2 separate regions of the Capra hircus genome follow, and region 1 is linked to region 2. The links are chromatin contacts, called in public Hi-C maps. All regions are on one chromosome and are shown on one strand. The core of a region is the stretch at or near the end of the contact, and the rest is flanking DNA. Distances in the headings are between cores, read along the strand shown.

Region 1 (6,286 bases), core at 3,042-5,541, 230 kb before region 2:
CAGGAAGATATGGGCAGACAGCACCTTACCTTTGCGCCTGGGGGCTGCACTTCAGTTCTCTGCTTTCTGGGGCTCCGTGGCTGGAAAAAGAACCAGAATGGAGCCCAGGGAATGTATGGAGGGGGGGAATGAACTCCTCACCCCAGCGGGCCACCCCCCTGCAGCAGCTATGCCTGTCTTGGGGGTTGGGGGGAGCCTGACCCGCAGAGCAGGGGTGCTTCATGCAGACTGCGAGTCAGACAGACCCGGGCAGATCCCTGTCTCCTATTCCCCTGTTAGAGGACTTGGCATGTTCCTGAACTTTTCTGAGCCCTTCTGTTGTAAAATGTGGAGAGTGATGCCTACCTCCTGGGGCTGTGTGCCCATTACTGAGAAGTGAAACACTCTGTACCACGCCCAGCACTGAGCAGAGTCCCTGTAAATAGCAGTCGTCAGGAAGAGCAGCCTGTCTAGTGGAGGTAAGGGGATGACACAGAGCAGAGGACCTGGGACCCCTCTCTGGCACCTGGAAACATGCCTGGCCAGCCAGCTCTCAAGAAGCCACCTCACTTGACAACCATGCTCCACCCCAAGCTACACAAGGACCCTTGCCCGTTTCCTCTGTCCCACCTGGGCAGGTGGTCTTCACACTTACCATTTGCAGTGACGAGGTTCTCCACCTGAGCCTCCTCATCCCCAGGAGCCCTGCAGGCAGACAAGATGCAAGCCCGTCAGAGGTCTCCAGGGCAAACCCAGAGAGCACTGCCAGTCCCCTTGCTGGGGCAGGGCCCAGGGATTCATCTCCTCCAGGTCATGGTGGATCATTCTCCATTATGGGGCTCACAGGGTGGGGGGAGGTCAGAGGAATTTATGGGCACCCTTCGATGTTAGCTGGGAAGGTGTGTGTCCTGTCACTGACTTGGGACTTCTGAGGTCCAGGGCTGCCCTGGGTTACCATGGGGACTAATGAGTGTGCCCTTATGTAGGGGCAAAAGGGGAGTGAGAGGAAGCCCAAATTTCCACAAAAATCAAAGAGCCTCATGGACAGGTGACCTGCAGAGCAGTGTCACAGGTCCTGGGGAGAGGAGACAGACCTCAAGAGAGACGCTGAGGCCAAGCCCAACTGTCTCAAGGGCCTCCAGACAAGGATCCAGCATCCTCCCCCTCCCCCACCCCACACACACATCAGAAGAAAGAAGGGCAGGCTGACCCTTGACGTTTTGACCTCTCCTTTGCCCCCAAGGCTGCCTGCTGCTGCTGCTAAGTCGCTTCAGTCATGTCCGACTCTGTGCAGCCCCATAGATGGCAGCCCACCAGGCTCTGCCGTCCCTGGGATTCTCCAGGCAAGAACACTGGAGTGGGTTGCCACTGCCTTCTCCAACGCATGAAAGTGAAAAGTGAAAGTGAAGTCACTCAGTCGTGCCCGACTCTTAGCGACCCCATGGACTGCAGCCCACCAGGCTCCTCCGTCCATGGGATTTTCCAGGCAAGAGTACTGGAGTGAGGTGCCATTGCCTTCTCCCCAAGGCTGCCTGGCAACCCTCAAAACTTCTACCCCTACCCCAACGCACATGGCCTGTCTCTGAGACAAGAATCCAGAAATACATTCATCTGGGGTCACACACCACAGGCCCCTCCCTGTGCCCTCCCAGCGTCACCCCAGGTGCCCAGAGCAATGGTATCCTTACCGCGGCTTCTGATTGAAACTGCACTTGCATCGGCGACCTGAAAGGCAAAGAAACCATCCAGGGTCAGTGTCCGGCTTGGCCCGAGCAGGGCTGCGCTGTGAGTCTGTGGGACTGTGTGACCAGCAGCCTGGGACTCTTGTGCAGTGCACGACTTGCACAGCTGTATGTGGCGATCCTTGGCTGGAGGAGGGCTCTTCTGATGTCAAGGTTCAACACGACTGTCTTCTTGACCACGTAAGCGCTGAGAGCTGCAAGCAGCCCAGGCTCATGAGGGGAAACAAATGCAGGGGGACACGCCTCGGAGCCCTCTGAGGACAGCCCCCCTCTCCTCTCCCCTGTGACTCCCCGACTCACGCCCTGATGGATACAGCCACCCCGCCCCTTTGTATCTGTGCTTGTTTTCATCGAGTACTTATTTTGTTCATGCTTCGCTGTTTCACTGAGCACCTATTATGTGCCCAGCAATGTATTAGGTTCTGGAGATAACTAGGAAGATAGACGGGCTCCTTCCCTCTCCAGGAGAGAGAACTACCGTATGCCACCTGCTTCACAGCCACAGACATTGTCCTTAGAGAGTGAACAGAGGAACAAACATACTCACTGAGGATAAGCAGGATCCCCACCGAGAAGAGGACCACGGCAAACACCAGTCCCCCAATTCTCAGCGTCTGGTAGTCTGCGAAAGGAACAAGGGTGAGAGACAGAAGAGGCGAAGGGCCAGGGAGAGCACATCCGTCCCGCCCCTGCATGGGGCTGCACCTCCCCCCACCATCACCACTCACCATAATGAAAAGGGTCCTTTTCTTTCTCCTGCTCAGCGGCTGGAAAAACAAACAGGCGTGGTCAAGAGGAAGACAGCTCACATCCTGATTCCCAAGTCTCCCACCTTGTCTCACAGGCCTCATTCCCCACACAGCGATCCCTGGAAAGCAGGGCTCAGGAAGCAGAGATGCTCACAGAAGCATGGAAGGCTGGGCCGGCCTTGCCAGGGTCACTGCGGGGGCCAAAGGCAGGTGCAGCTCAGAGCCCAAGTCTGAGTCAGTGTTCACAGGAGCCACACGTATTGCCCCTTCTGAATCTTAAATCATCCCCAAAAGGCAGGGGGATTTTCTTCTTGTTACAGGTGGGGAGGCTGAAACCAAGGGAGGAAATGTGACTCGCACAGTCTAGACTGACGTGCAAGTCTGGCTCCCAGTATTCAGGCTGAGTCTACAGGGACCTGCTGGGCTTGATGGCAGGAGCCAGTGGGGAGAGAGGTGGGCAGGCTGGATTGGGGGCTGAGTTAGCTGCTGCCTTCCAGGATTTTCTTTGCAGGCTAAAGGCAGGGAAGCTGATCAGACATGTCGAATCTCAGACCCCCTCACCCCGAGTGTCCCACAGGGCCAGGACCTTCCATGAGAAAGGGCTGTGGCTGCCACCCTGTCGAGCCAGGTCCTGAGGGGTACTCACCACTGGCCAGGACCGCTGGGGCCAGCAGGCCACACAGGAAGAGCAGCACCACTTCCATGGCGTCTGGGGACAGAGGGAGGGAAATGATTCTCTGGGTAGGAGGTGCCCCACTCTAACCCTCAGCCCGGCCAGGGGCCCAGTCGGACTCCCACCCTGACTCCAAGCTCTCCCCTCGGATGGTTTGAAAGCCGGAGCAGCTGCCATTGACAGACTCCTTACAGAGGGCTCTGCAAGCATGAATTCAATTACAATGGAATCACTTCAACCAGCAGGCGCTGTGACTAATAACCCGTTTTGCAGGTGAAGAGCCTGAGCTTAAAGGAGGTGAATAACACTCATGGTAGCAAGCAGCAGAGCCTGGATCCTAACCCAGCTCAGGAATGCCTCCACCAGGCCGCCTCTCCGGTGCCAAGGTCACAAAACCCCAAGGGTTTGGGGAGAACATCTCACCTGAGTCCTCCTCCCTAGACCACCCAGAGACATGGCCATCTCTAGCTCATTAAGATGCCTGGGACTTCTGCCCTCGTCCTCTACAACCGAGACCCACTGGCGGAAGTTCTTTCTATCAGATTAAATGGGGGCAGGGAGACCAGTGCCCCTCGTGTCCAGCCAGGGGTGAGGGTGGGAGGCCTGCTGTTTCCTGGACTCTGTATAGTAATCCCTGAAGGGCTGACAGCTCTCCCTCAAGGCGCCCCTGCACCCTCTCACCTCCAAAGTGCCCAAGTCAACTCCTCTCATAGACTCTAGTTCATAAACCTCTCAACCCCTTTGATTAAACAAAGGGAACATGGAGACAGGTTCTCGGAGCATCAGCGCCTGGCCCCCCCTTCCCCAGCAGGTGCCTGAGACTTCTGCTCAAGCCCCTGGTCTCGGGCCAGTGGTCCCTGGATGGGCCATCTGGATGGAGGCCAAGGGCAGGGCAGCTGGTCCCCCCCAGGGATGGATTTCGGTGCAGTTACACATGCCTCACCCCTGGGCTTAAAGGAGGGCACTAGAGAGCCAGAGAGGTAAAAGCAAAGAAACCCAGGCCAGAAAAGCCCAAAGCTGCTTGCTCTTTCTTAGTGGGGTGAGGCAGGCTGCGGTCTGACCTCCTACACACTCTCTAGCAGCCAGGACCACACGTGCTCGGAGGGTTCATGCCTCTCCTGGCCCGGCAGCCCGCAGGCCCCAGCTGCCCTTCACCTCCCGGCCAGCAGAGGTCAGAATAGCTCCATCTGCAATCAAACCACAGCAGCGACCCTGGACTCCACTCGGAATTCAAGAAGCATTTCTCATAAGGCAGTCGTTTGCTTTTAATGTCACTTCATGTAATATTTGTATCTTTTAAATTTCACATTCTATTTCACATGTATAAAAACCCATGTAACACACATAATGAAACAGTAAAAGGAAACACCCATAAAGCCGCTTCAGAACTGGCACTTTGTACACGCTGCTACGTTTATATCTATTTCCTCCAACCCATCCCCTTGCCTTACTCCCAGAGGTAAACAGTACCCTGAACATACATGTTTAATCAGTTCCTTTTCTTAAAAAAAAAGTTTAAAAATTAAGATACAATTCACATACCAAAAATCCATTTTAAAGTGTACAATCCAATGGTGTTTAGTATAGTCACAAAATTGTGCAACTATCATCCCTAAGAAACATTCATCATCCCCAAAGGAAGCTGGTGCCCACTGGCAGTCATTTCTCATCTTCCCTTTCTCACAGTCCCTGACAGTTACTAACCTAGCTACTTTCTGTCGCTATGGATTTGCCTAGTCTGGGTCTTTTATATAAACCTATTATAAAATACACAGCCTTTTGCATCTGGTTTCTTCACTTAGCATAAAGCTTTCAAGGTTCATCCATACTGTAGCATGTATCAGTACTTTTTACGGCTGAATTATATTTCATTGTATGGAGATATATATATATATATATATAGTTCTTTTTAAAGAATATTTATCACTTCAGTCAGTCAGTTCAGTCGCTCAGTCGTGTCCGACTCTTTGCGACCCCATGAATCGCAGCACGCCAGGCCTCCCTGTCCACCACCATCTCCCAGAGTCCACTCAGACTGGCGTCCATTGAGTCAGTGATGCCATCCAGCCATCTCATCCTCGGTCGTCCCCTTCTTCTCCTGCCCTCAATCCCTCCCAGCATCAAAGTCTTTTCCAATGAGTCAACCCTTCGCATGAGGTGGCCAAAGTACTGGAGTTTCAGCTTCAGAACATCATTCCCTCCAAAGAAATCCCAGGGCTGATGTCCTTCAGAATGGACTGGTTGGATCTCCTTGCAGTCCAAGGGACTCTCAAGAGTCTTCTCCAACACCACAGTTCAAAAGCATCAATTCTTCAGCACTCAGCCTTCTTCACAGTCCAACCCTCACATCTATACATGACTACTGGAAAAACCATAGCCTTGACTAGACGGACCTTAGTCGGCAGAGTAATGTCTCTGCTCTTGAATATGCTATCTAGGTTGGTCATAACTTTTCTTCCAAGGAGTAAGCGTCTTTTAATTTCATGGTTGCAATCACCATCTGCAGTGATTTTGGAGCCCCCAAAAATAAAGTCTGACACTGTTTCCACTGTTTCCTCATCTATTTCCCATGGAGTAATAGGACCAGATGCCACGATCTTCGTTTTCTGAATGTTGAGCTTTAAGCCAACTTTTTCACTCTCCTCTTTTACTTTCATCAAGAGGCTTTTTAGTTCCTCTTCACTTTCTGCCATAGGGTGGTGTCATCTGCATATCTGAGGTTATTGATATTTCTCCCGGCAATCTTGATTCCAGCTTCTGTTTCTTCCAGACCAGCGTATCTCATGATGTACTCTGCATATAAGTTAAATAAGCAGGGTGACAATATACAGCCTTGACATACTCCTTTTCCTATTTGGAACCAGTCTGTTAAAGAATACATCAGTGGAGCTTCTTTGAGCTTTATAATCGTATCACTTTGTTTCATCTTCTGAGACTGGCTTTTTTGTTGTTGTTCAACACTTCTAAGACTCATTCATAAACACAGTTAACTCATTTTTCAGTGTTATGTAATACTCCACTGTGCAGGTAAATATTATCATGTATTGGTCCATTCTATCAACAGATTTTCCCCCAATTATGTGCTATTATAGTGTAGTTTTTAAACATATTTTGAGTTTGTTGCCTAGCACACAAGGGCACTG
Region 2 (5,984 bases), core at 731-3,230:
GCAGCCATGCCCATGACTCTGGCAGCAACAGGGGGCACTGGCACCATGAGCCAGCAGAGCGGAATAGCTCTGCCAAGAGGTGACCAAGGGTGCTGGAGTCCAAACAGTGAATCTGCAATGCCATCAATCTTGTATTTATTTTTTTATTAGAGTATAATTGCTTTACAATGTTGAGTTAGTTTTTGCTGTACAACAAAGAGAATAAGCTATAAGTATACACATATCCCCTCCCTCTTGAACCACCCTCCCTCCAACCTTCCTCCCATCACCCGCATCCCACCCCTCTAGGCCATCACAGAACACCGAGCTGAGCTCCCTGTACTCTACAGCAGCTTCCCACTAGCTGTCTATTTCACACAGGGTAGTGTATATACGTCAGTGCAACTCCGCCAATTCGTCTCACCCTCCCTTTCCCCCAACTTCCTGTCTACAAGTCCATTCTCTACGTCTGGAAGCTATAACTCTCGCATGTGTTTTTCCTTTTTACTTATTTTTAATTTATATTTTATAATGTGCATATATACTAGAGTGGGCTTCCCTGGTGGCTCAGTTGGTAAACAATCTACCTGCAATGCAGGAGACCCAGATTTGATCCCTGGGTTCAGAAGATCCCCTAGAGAAGAAAACTGCCACCCACTCCAGTATTTTCGCCTGGGAAATCCCATGGGCAGAGGAGCCTGGCAGGCTACAGTCCATGGGGTCACAAGAGTCAGACACAACTTAGTGACTGAATCACCACCAATCACTTTTAGAATTTGTAAAGACATAAATACCCTCGTAAACACTGACAATTGTTTATGGCTAGGAGGCAGGTGTTATGACCAACCTAGACAGCATATTAAAAAACAGAGACATTACTTTGCCAACAAAGGTCTGTCTAGTCAAGGCTATGGTTTTTCCAGTAGTCATGTATGGATGTGAGAGTTGAACTATAAAGAAAGCTGAGCACCAAAGAACTGATGCTTTTGAACTGTGATGTCGGAGAAGACTCTTGAGAGTCCCTTGGACTGCAAGGAGATCCAACCAGTCCATCCTAAAGGAGATCAGTCCTGAGTGTTCATTGGAAGAACTGATGCTGAAGCTGAAACTCTAATACTTTGGCCACCTGATGGGAAGAACTGACTCATTTGAAAAGACCCTGATGCTGGGCAAGATTAAAGGTGGGAGGAGAAGGGGACGACAGAGAATGAGATGGTTGGATGGCATTACTGACTCAATGGACATGAGTTTGAGTAAACTCTGGGAGTTGGTGATGGACAGGGAGGCCTGTCGTGCTGCAGTCCATGGGGTCGCAGAGAGTCGGACATGATTGAGCGACTGAACTGAACTGAACTGAACTGAGGAGGCAGGATCCAAAAGCTTGGCTACTTTTCTCACTAAGTGTTAATTGCTGTCAACACTTCCTCTATGTTAACAGTACCTCCTCCACTAGGTGCTGAGGGAGGAGGTTTGGGGAGTTTTTGGTGGGGGGACCTCTGCCACTGAGTTCAAACCAGCTTATGCTGTAGAGGCATCTCTGGAGCTTGGAGGGTTCCCAGGGGCCCAGGCTCCTTGGGAGGAGCAGGAATGGGAAAGGCTTTGTAAAACTGAGAGTCCTGGAAAGAGCACAGGGTTTGCCTTCAGAGAGACCGTCCAGGGAGCAGCCCCAAGCCCTAGCACCCACCAGCTGTGCCATCTTGGGTGACCACTCTCAACTTCAAGCTTGTCTTTTGTGAAATGAAGAACTCATGAGTGGTATGCACCTCACACCATCTATGCAAGGCTCACATGAGCCTTCGGGGAATCACAGAGCATCTTCCTTCTCCCAAGGAGTATCCCAGAGGTTCCCAAGCTCCAAAGCCTGTCAGGAAGGGGTGCTGCCAGGTCAGCCAGGGGAGCTTATGCCAAGGCCCTTGCCCAAACAAAGCCAGGTCTCTGCTCAGATGAGCCAGAAGTCACACACGGCCCAGGTGACCCAACACCCAGCCGCCCACACTAACCATCAGCCACCCCTGCTGTCTCTGGGCTCCTGCAGCTGCTGGGAAATTTCAAGGTCAAGTTGGTTGTTACATTTTGAGTCTTCGTGTTGCTCTCTGACAGACCTTTGCAGGGAGGAGAGGAAACAGCTAACATGCGCACAGTGGCAGGAACTCATTCTGAGCACCCAGGGGTCCTTCTACCTCAGAGCCCCCTCAAACCCTCTCCCCCTCTGTTTCCTGGTCACAACCACAAGTGGATTCTTGCAGGTTGCAGAAAATAGGATAAACCAGAGCTGCTTTGTGTGGTTACAAGTTCAGAGGCTTTGGGGTTTTTCTGGATCTGGCCTGGAAGCATCTAGAAACATCTGACTACTTGGATGACTCCCACCTCTCTTTTCCTCTGATGGGTACTGAACTGAACCCCAGACAAGAGCCTCCCAATCCTTCCTGCACCATTGGGAGGAAATTGTTTCATTGACTCCTCCAGTTCATTCCCATTTCCTCTAAATCCCTGTAAAAGCACTTCCTTGGGAGCAGGAACATTCCTTTGACCCATTTCATTCTCCCATTTCTGACTCTTGCCATTTTGGAAAGCAGGAGCTTGGGTTCTGCTATGCACTTTGAAGGAGATGCTTAAAGGAGGTAGAAGCCGGCTTATCAATGCCACATAAGGGCCAAGAAAAAAAAATCAGTTGAGGTCAAGGCACTGCCTCCCACTCCAGCTTGGAGTACAAAAGCAGAGAAAGTATTCTTCCCAGTTTTGAACAGACTATGTTCTGCCTTTTCCCGTTCTCTGCTGAGACCCTGAATTGGACTGTGAGCTTCCCATGCCCAGGTTCGCAGCTGTTCATCCTTCTCCATGTCTCCCCGCCCAGCTAAGTACTTGGCACAGGTAGATGCTGAAGGGAGCCATGCGGACAAGGGCGTGGCTGATTTGGCTCTATCCTGCTGGGGCTAGCACCGTGTCTAACACAGCGGATGCTCAGCGCAGCTTGACTAAAGCTACTGGAATAAGCAGGCATCTCTCTCCCCTACCTGCCCCGGCTAGGACTGAAACACGGGCATCGGACCCCTCGGCAAATCAGTGTTGAGTCTCAGAGATCCACAGCCTGGGTGGAGCCTTGAGATCGAGGTTTTACCCAGGTGTGAGCTCTCCCAACAGCCCAGAAAGGGGGTGAAGGTGAGAACCCTCTCTCACCACAGTACAGATAGGGTGAAGGAAAAGAGCCGTCAGCTCCACCCTACCTGTGCCTGCCCTTACCACCCGAGCCGATGCAGGAAGGGGCGGGGGACTACCAAAGCCAGCCGAGTCATTTGTGGTTTCACTACTATGGTGAATCAGTTCTCTGTACAGGGGGCCAAGAGGGCAAGCTTGGGTTTAAATACTGTTGAACCAGTAGTGAAAGAGAAGCACCGAGGGCAAGAGGGGTGTGAGGTCCCAACCTGCGGGGGGTTCAGCCAGGTGTCCTTAGGCCCAGTTGTGAGCCTTGGTGGAGGGAGCCGTTTACGTGCCTCACCAGGATGGGGTGAGAACGACACAAGATGAAAGCGCCTGGCCAGTGCAAAAAGCCTCCATACCTGAGCGTTGCTGTTATTAAGTCGCTCAGTCATGTCCGACTCTTTAGTGACCCCATGCACTGTAGCCCACCAGGCTCTTCTGTCCATGGGATTCTCCAGGCAAGAATACTGGAGCAGGTTGCCATTTCCTTCCCCAGGGGATCTTCCCAACCCAGGGCTCGAACCCAGGGCTCCTGCATTGGCAGGCAGATTCATTACCGGTGAGCCACCAGGGAAGCCCCACCTGTGCATTACTTAAAGCATTAACAGGAGTTACAGTTAGATTTAAGGCCACCCCTTGGAACAATTTCAGGGCACTATTTGCATAGACTCAGTATGAAAAGTCACCCCCACTGACCTCCTTTTACCCTGACAAAGCAGCTCGGCCTCCAGAGGAGACCACAGACTCGGGTTTCCTGAATCCAGTCTTGACTAGCTGCTCAGGGGTCCAGAGCTCCCCAAAGGAAGAGAGAAAGGAAAGAGAGCAAAAGCAATTTGCTGCCAGGTTTTTACACAAAGCTAATAAGCTTAAACGTCAGGTCCCTCACCTGCAAGGACCTCTCCAAGCCACTCTATCTAATTTTGGTTTTATTTCTGTATTCTTGCTTTAAGAAAGGCTGCAAAACCATTGAAACTTCAGGCCCCCAGAAAACATGGGTCTGCTCTGGCTCCCAAATAAGACTCTTCTCTCATCAGAGAGAGACAAGCGCCCATCATTCCCCAGCCTGGTAGCCTCCACCAGCCAGCCTCCTCCCTTGGATGTCCACCTGTCTAGCCAGCTCGGACAAGCCTCCACGATTTGGCCTTCTCCAGCCAGGAATACATTTTCCCTAACATTTCAGCCTGTTGCACTGTTGCTCAGTCCCACAGCAAACACCACCAACAGTAGGAAGCTTTCTCCCAAGTCTCAGGCAAATTCACCCCGCCCTCCTAGGTGTCCCCACTGTCTTCAGTGGGTCCCTCTGTCACAGCACAAATCCATCCCAGGGAGACTTCAGTTTTGAGGGTCCACCTCTCTGCCAGGGTCCAAGCAAGTTTATTTGATTCGGGTCTCCAGAGCCCACCAGCTCAGAACTGGCCCCTCCCAGGTGCTGGGCAAATGTTTCTTGAATAAATGAATCGAGTAATGCTAGTGCTGGGGATAATAACAGAGTGATTTTAAAAGGTCAAGTTCAGTGCTGGGACCCAGCTGCAGTCTTTGCTCTCACACTCTGGCCATCCCCTCCTGATGATACCTTATCACTCTCCTCCAGGCAAGCTGAACCAGGAGAAATCATTCCTGGAGCCTGTTTGCCCCCTGGTGGCTGAATAGAGGCAGCAAGTGAAAGTAGTGAAAGTAAAATCCCTTGTCCGACTCTTTGCAAACCCGGGGACTATACAGTCCATGAAATTCTCCCAGCCAGAATACTGGAGTGGATAGCCATTCCCTTCTCCAGGGGATGTTCCCAACCCAGGGATTAAACCCAGGTCTCCCGCATTGCAGGCGGATGCTTTACTGTCTGAGACACCTGAGCCACGAGGGAAGCCCAAGTGGGTCCCGTCCTTGGACGACCTGCACAGACGCTTGACACACCCCACCTCCACCCTCAAGAGCAATATGCTCACTATGGTCTTACTCACGTGGAGGCTCACGTCCTACAATTTCTGTAATTCCTTGGTCTATAAGGGGCTTATAAGGACTCCTCTCACCTGCAGTCCCCAAAACCCCACCCTGGACCCAGTTCCCTTGAGTCATGGTGGTCTCCATACCTGTCCAGGAGATCTCAGAAAAGGGAAGGCCATCCTGCTTCCTGTGCCTCCAATCTTACATTCTTGCCTGTCCCTTCCAAGGCCCTCCAAGACACCTGGCATGTGTGCCAGAGCCAGGCTGAGCTGTGGGACCCCATCCCACAAAGTCAGCATAGCAAAGTCATGCCCTATTTCCTGGCTTCCAAAGAAACTCACCAGCTACTTTATTGCAACAGGCTTCCTCACTCTGGACCGCACAGTCTCGCCGCCACTCCAGTGCTGGCGCCTGGAACCAGGGGCGGCGGGCTACTGCGCCTCGTGCAGCCTGTCCAGTATTGCGTTCATGGTGGAATGTGACGACTTTCAACGGGACCTGCCTTCTGCTGGTGTCTCCTGCCCTCTGTTAAAACAGAGGTACAGATCTTCCTCGACAGTGAGGTTATGTCCTGATAAGCTCATCCTAAGTTGACAATATCGTAAGTCAAAAATGCATGTACTTAAAAATGCATTTAATATACCTAGCCCGCTGTTAAACATTTCTTTGGACAACATGGGAGGTGCAAGTTAAGTTTTATTTGGGGCTGCAAAGGAATGCAGCCCAGGAGACAGCATTTCAGATAGTTCTGAGAAACTGCTCTGAGGAGGTGAGGGGAGGAGCTAGAAAACACAGGAGTTTTGTGACAAAGGGCGGGTAGTTGGGAACATCAAAAGATTTTTGTTAGTTAAAGAAAACAGATATCT

What was found. Hi-C and Micro-C count contacts between places; a contact is called where the count stands out from the background.
Region 1: a contact with region 2 is called in a Hi-C map of blood, with 11 times the contacts expected there. The contact joins two enhancer-like sites. A contact is called at or near these places in 2 of 5 Hi-C or Micro-C datasets (both in blood).

What each region holds. Positions count from the first base shown.
Region 1 is chr15:53,841,731-53,848,016 of ARS1.2, reverse strand. FXYD6 (FXYD domain-containing ion transport regulator 6) reads right to left here. Exons shown (of 8, transcript XM_018059729.1): 2 at 3,117-3,179; 3 at 2,450-2,488; 4 at 2,269-2,343; 5 at 1,668-1,704; 6 at 635-684; 7 at 30-80. The coding sequence starts at 3,174. The coding sequence ends at 52. Among named protein-coding and RNA genes, the nearest start is that of FXYD2, 16 kb to the left of the region's middle. Within about 2 kb of position 4,291, at least 3 of the 5 cell types and tissues checked have an H3K27ac peak or open chromatin away from gene starts, as enhancers often do.
Region 2 is chr15:53,606,692-53,612,675 of ARS1.2, reverse strand. No RefSeq gene overlaps it. Among named protein-coding and RNA genes, the nearest start is that of TMPRSS4, 33 kb to the right of the region's middle. Within about 2 kb of position 1,980, at least 1 of the 5 cell types and tissues checked has an H3K27ac peak or open chromatin away from gene starts, as enhancers often do.